Regions from separate parts of the Rattus norvegicus genome. Here region 1 is linked to region 2. Evidence: chromatin contacts called from public Hi-C data. All regions are on one chromosome and are shown on one strand. The core of a region is the stretch at or near the end of the contact, and the rest is flanking DNA. Distances in the headings are between cores, read along the strand shown.

What was found. A called contact is a pair of places that touch in the nucleus more often than the background predicts.
Region 1: a Hi-C map of Schwann cells shows a contact between it and region 2, with 2.5 times the contacts expected there. The contact joins the promoter of Zfp27 here to the enhancer-like site in region 2. A contact is called at or near these places in 6 of 12 Hi-C or Micro-C datasets (the A7r5 cell line, Schwann cells, frontal cortex and 3 more).

The regions. Positions count from the first base shown.
Region 1 is chr1:94,256,435-94,259,693 of GRCr8, forward strand. It overlaps Zfp27 (zinc finger protein 27), which reads right to left and starts at 1,759. Exons shown (of 4, transcript XM_008759226.3): 1 at 1,033-1,759.
Region 2 is chr1:94,130,613-94,133,767 of GRCr8, forward strand. It overlaps a transcript of Zfp84 not described here. Among named protein-coding and RNA genes, the nearest start is that of Zfp84, 17 kb to the left of the region's middle. Within about 2 kb of position 1,714, at least 67 of the 93 cell types and tissues checked have an H3K27ac peak or open chromatin away from gene starts, as enhancers often do. A contact at or near this core is called in Schwann cells, kidney and liver, where this site is marked.

The sequences.
Region 1 (3,259 bases), core at 509-3,008, 130 kb after region 2:
ACAGTGTACTTATATATAATAAATAAATAAATCTTAAAAAAAAAAAAGTCAAGGGGTAAAAACTAGACAAAAGATATAAAACTTGCAAAACGGAAAGATACTTGCGAAAATAAGCTCTTTTACAAACTGATGGTGGACACTGAATTTGCTAATAATATCCTGGAGATACTTAGTCATACCTATTACTAAAAATAACTGGAAGGGGGTAGTAAGGGTTGGTGAGACGAAAATACATTGTATACATATCTTCAAAGAATAAACAAACACATTTTGCAAAAATACACATAAGTGTTGGTAACGATATAACTTCAAACATACAAACCAGAAATGGACAAAGGAGAGATAGACAAATCACCTTTCTGTTGTGAGCAATATACCTCCACCACAACTAAGCAGACAAAAAAAATCTGTAATGTCTGCTGGTGGGGTGCAGGCCTTTAATCCCAGAACTCCGGAGGCAGATGGATCTCTTTGAGTTCAAGACCAGCCTGGTCTACATATAGTGAGTTCTGGGACATCCAGGGCTCCAAAAAACAAAAAGCAAAACCAAAACTGTAAGGCCATGTGATATATAACTCACAATACAACTGGGGAGCGGTAATTTTTATGCAATGTGAAGTCATTTATGAAAATGATTACGATATAGACCATAAAGCATTTTTCAACCTGACCACTACCCAGAGATATTATCTAAAACGGAAAATGCATTTCCAAATGACTCCTGGATCAAAGAAAATAAATTTAAAAAGAAAACCATTTGTATTTAATCAACAATAAAAAGTCTACATATAAATATGTAAGAATATAAATTCTTACATTAACCAACGCTAAAAATTAATGAGCTAAACTTTCGGGTTAGAAAGCAAACTGATCACAGACCCCAGGGGCTCTCGGGTGTTACAGACCCTCAGCCACTCATCACATTCCCTAACATCACATCACTCACAAGTCAGGACAGTCACACGTCACCCGGCCGGCCAACCTCCCTCCTCCAAAACTCAGAATCCCGTTATTGATCGGAGAAATCCTTACCACTGACAACCATCAACACAGCAGACAGTACCCAATACAGTCACTAACTCGCAACATACACACACATTAATGATTCCCTAGAATTCTAGTTGAAATCACCTCCAAGGTGCTTGCTCTTAAGACTTCAATGGAAACCGCGCGGAGGCGAGGGGAGAGGGGGAGGGGAACCATCTTCAAAGACCAAGGTCACTTCCGGTCTTTAAAAGAAAAAAAAATCCTTGGCTATTAGTACTGCGCATGCTCAGCGATACCTGCGACACAGGAGGACTCCAACAACCCACTAGGTGCCTAAAGAGTTTGCAGAACCTTTATATACCATTCCTTAAGAGGCTATGGCCGCGCCCGGAGATGCCGCGTAGGCCACCATCTTTGAAACTTAAGCATTCCGTACAGCAGAGGAATAGCTATCCAGCCAGATTACACAGAATGGGATAAAGAACGTAAATCCAAGCACTGTAGCCCTTGTCTGTGCATCATCCTATAGGAGGAGGTTCCTCTAGCTTTGAGGGCATGAGTTCTGTTATACTTTAAACCTAGTTGCCCGCCCCCTGCTGGAAGAAACCATGAGGTACAGGGGATCCAGCCAAAGAAGGAAAAAAATTGAGGGCTTGTGGGAGAAACCATATGAGGGGAAAAATCAAGGTGGTACAATCACTTTATAGAAAAATCATTCATGAAAAAGGTAGACAATTCAGGATGGAACTCTGCTCCTGAGGAAAAAAACCCCAGCAACCCCAAGATGCATCAGAACCAGTATCAGAAGCAACTGGAAGAATGTCAAAATCTTAAATAGGACAAACCGCATTGGGAAATAGAGTAGAAGCTGGGATAAACCCCCTGGGAGATACCGCCAGGGGTGGGGGTGGGTGGGAATAGAGCGGTCAGAATGTCCTTTGGAAGGACAGAGTAGAATACAGGCATAAAACCCGCTCGTTTCCGTTATTCACCACTCTAAGCACCTCAAGAATAGCTTAATACGAGGCATAGTGGCTCACATTTGCAGGCAGGATGAATCGATAGGCCAAGCTGAGATATGTAGAAGGAGGTAGGGAGACAGGAGGGAGGAAAGAAAGGACTTAGTAAGACCAACATGTGACTAAAAGCACCTAAAATTAAAATATAATTTATACACAGCAATGCCCTTAGTGTGTAAATGAAGCCTTAATTTAATACCATGGCCCACCCCCTTAATACCTAATTAAACACACACACACACACACACACACACACACACACACACACACACACATACAAAATGACATTGCAAGCTGAAACAGAGTCTCAAGCATTAGGTGCTCATACTGCTGTTGCCTAGAACCAGAGTTCTGTTTCCAGCCCCCACCACAGGTAGCCCACAAATCTGTCTGTAACTCTTGGTGATGTGGCATCCCCTTTTGGCCTGTACAGACACATATGTATGCATTAAAGCACATACCCATACAGAAAAACAGTAAAAACAAAACTTTTTAAAAGTACTGACAAAAGCCAGGGATGGTGGCACATGCTTTTAATCCCAGCACTAAAGAACTAGAGGCAGGCAGAATCTGTGAGTTCGAGACCAGCCTGGTCTACAAAGTGAGTTCCAGGACAGCCAGGGCTATACAGAAAAACTCTGTCTCGAAAAACCAAAAGGGAAAAAAAAGATAAAAGAATGGTAAACAAATGCTTATATCTGCTTTATTAAAATCAATTAATCTAGAGATTACCACAACAATCACAAACATGTGACTGGATATACAAACTCGTACATATAACTCATAAAACAATATTGTTCAGCTAAGAAAGGAAATACCTATGTAGAAATGAGTCCCATAAACACCAAAGCAAAAAAATGTACCTAGTATTGGACCTTCCCTTTAGTCTAAGTGTTTGTGTGACACGGACAGACTGATCTATATGAATTCAGTGCAAACCAAGTCTACTGAGTGACTCGCAGGTCGGCCTAGAGTAAGACCCAGACTCAAAATAAATAAAAATTCGAAGACAATTTTTTTCACTACTCTATAACAGAACGCTCTACCTCCTCGGGAACAACCACTCGTTTACAATTCTTTGTAAATCTGCTAGATTTTAATAACTAATATTCATTTTTTATGCCACCTAAATGGATCATAAAAATCCTATGCTGGGCCTCGCCAACAAAGAAGGGGAAGACGGGGAATCTGTCGTCATCCTGAATATTGCTACAGTGAGTTACAAGGCCCAGAAATATCCAGACTCAGGGTGT
Region 2 (3,155 bases), core at 464-2,963:
ATGCATTGCCTAGTGCCCAAAGAAACAAGAGGAAGGCATTGTATCTCTGGGATTGGAGTGACAAATTGTGAGCCACCATATTGGTGCCGAGAGTTGAACCTGGGTCCTCTGGAAGAGCAGTCAGTTCTTTAAGTATTGAGCTGTCTCTCCAGATGCCTCAAATATTAAATGCCATAATATCTTCAGTAATAATAATAATAATAATAATAATAATAATAATATCAGTGTTAGAAACCTATCAGAAGACAAACTATCCAGTAACCCAGTGTGGTGTCTAATACCTATAGTTCTAGCAGAAGGGAGAGACTGAACCACAGGAATCACAAGTTCCAAGCCAGCCCGGGCTGTCGTTCAAATAAACAGAACCCACCATTGTTGGGCTTCAGGGGTTCCCACAAACCAAAACTTGGAAAAAAAATAGGCATTAGAATGAAAGAAAGAAATTATAACTCATTAAGAATCTGTGCACACATGCTGTTAGACTGAAGAAACGGACCAAAGGAAAACTCTTCCTCACGTACGAACTCTCGTAGGGTTTTATTGCTGTGAAGAGACACCATGACCAGGGCAACTTTTATAAAGGAAATCATTTCATGGGGGCGGGCTTTCAGAGGTTCAGTCCGTTGTCATCATGCGGGAAAGGTGGAGGCATGCAGGCAGCCGTGGTGTACCTTGAGCATGGCCTCAAAGCCCTGCCTTCACAGCGATACACTTCCTTGAATAAGGACACACACAATATCGCTACTCCGTGTGGCCAAGCGTTCAAATACATGAATCTACAGTAGCCACACCTATTCAAACCACCACAAGAACATAAGAATACCGCGGAAACCAATCAATTATTCTTTCAGAGACACCCACACCTATGATTTCAGGTGCTGTCATTCTGAGCCACTCTCCTAACCCTCATGCTGAAGCCTATATTAAACCCCAAGCCTGCTTCATTAAAAGAAACCCACACCTTCAAATTCTACCACCACAGAAACAAAGGCAGGTGGGTCCCTGAGTTCGAGGCCAGCCTGGTCTATACAGATTGCTGGCTAGCAAGGGCTGCATAGAGTTGGTCTCAACTAAATATTTAAAAAAGAAAGAGGGGTTGGGGATTTAGCTCAGTGGTAGAGCGCTTGCCTAGCAAGCGCAAGGCCCTGGGTTCGGTCCCCAGCTCTGAAAAATAAATAAATAAATAAGAGAGAAAGAAAGAAAGAAAAGAAAAGAAAAAAGAAAAGAAAAACTGGTAAAAACTGACTCAGGTAGAGGGTGAGGTGTGATGGTGTGTGCACTTAATGCCCACATTCGGGAAGTTTGCTGGAGGAGCAATTCAAGTCCAAGGTCAGCCTGGTGGTCACAGAGAAATCCAGGGTCAAGGCCCTGGGTTCGGTCCTCAGCTCCGAAAAATAGAAATTAAAAAAAAAAAAAAAAGGAAAGAAAAGAAAGAAATCCAGGGTCATTTAGGGAGACCACGGCTTAAAAAACAAACAATAGATGTCCAAACTAGTGTAAGGGACGTGGTTCAGCAAGTGCTCCATGCTGGACCTCAAAGCATCAGGGAGTCAGTTTGTCCAACGCCAGAGTTACTGCTCTAAGCCTAAAGACTTGGCCATTTCGGCCCAACCCTGGAACCTGGAGTCAAACTGTCCCCCTCAGTCCAGGCCCGCACAAGATGCCACTGAAACCTCCCTCCTCCCCGCGGTTCCCTTGCGCGCATGCGCACTGCTGCAGAGTCGCACACAAGCCCTCCCACCCCTTGCCCCAGTCCTTGAGCTGGGGTCCTGGCTCTGGAAGCCCAGAACCCAGTCAAATCTAGTGGCGCTCAGTCTCTGGTTTGAGATCTGATGTCCCAGCGCCTTCAGTATCACCACCCATAGCACTTTGGTGCCACGGCGGCAGCGCTGAGAGGCCCGGGTCACCGCTGCTGCCGGGCCAGCGCACTCGCAATCCACCCTTCGGGGTCCGTCACGGGGGTGGTCCCGGTGCTTCTGCGTCCTACGCTCTTCTCCGGGGACCTTTTCTGAGGATCCCTGGGACTCGGGTGGCGGTTCGTGGGTGCGGTTTACGTGCTACACCTAAACCCCGGCCTGGTTGAGGACCGAGAAGGCGGGGGCCGCGATTTGCATCTTGGAGATACCCAGTGCAGAACCTCAGATTCCCCGCAGACCTGAGGAGCTGAAAGCCGGGGACACATCTGACCTAGAGGCCGGGCAGCCCCCAGAGTGGTAACCCGGGGAAGCAGGGTGGCCGAAGCAGCAAACTCGGGCACGATGACCGTGGGCTGCTGCAGTCTGTCTCGCTTGCGGGGATACATACCAGTGGGGTCAGCCGGGACCCCTGACGCGTGGAATGGGGTTCTGATCAAGTTCAGAAAAGCATAGGGGTGAAGCCAGAGAGCGTGGTGGCACACACCTGTCCTCTCAGGATTTGGAGGTGGAGGCAGGAGGAGAAGGCGCTCTGCTGCCTAACATTAGGTTGCAAGAGACCCCTCCGAAAGAAAAACAAACAAGGCCTGGAGTGTCTTCAATTCACTTTGCCTCTTCAGAAGAGGCAGCCACGACTTCTGTTTATAAGCGAGTTATGTGTGAGTTTCTAGTGCTTCTGTGTTGCTGTGAAATATGCTTAGGGGTTGGGGGGGGGGTTGAGTTTTTGTTTTTTGGTTTTTTTTGGGGGGGGGGTTGAACATGAGTTTGTTTAATTAACTTCTCTTTGAAAGCCGTCTGTGAACATGTTTCATTCAGCTGGGGGTGGTATGGCTGCCGCTCCACGAGGATCAGGCATTCTAGGCCAGCCTGGGCTACACTGAGACCCGGTCATGGCTTTGGGTCTGAGAATTTCCCTTCATTTTCAGCGGCAGAGACCTCGTTTAGCGTGCAGTGCCTGTGGTTCTGTGGTTATGTAGCACCCACGTGCTACACACTTAGTTGCCCCGTTTTTCTTAGGGTTCTCTAACACAGAAATACCTCTGCTAAAGGCTGATGTGTGATTTGTTAAGGACTAACATGCTATCTAAATGTTTGATTTGGTGCAGGAGGGACCACTGAGGCACTTCCTCAGGTCACCTGCACCTGGAGTAACAGATGGTTGTAAGGACCACGTGGGTACTGACTATTGAACTCAGATTACTCTGAAACAGCAACCAGTGCCCCTAACCACCGAGCCATCTG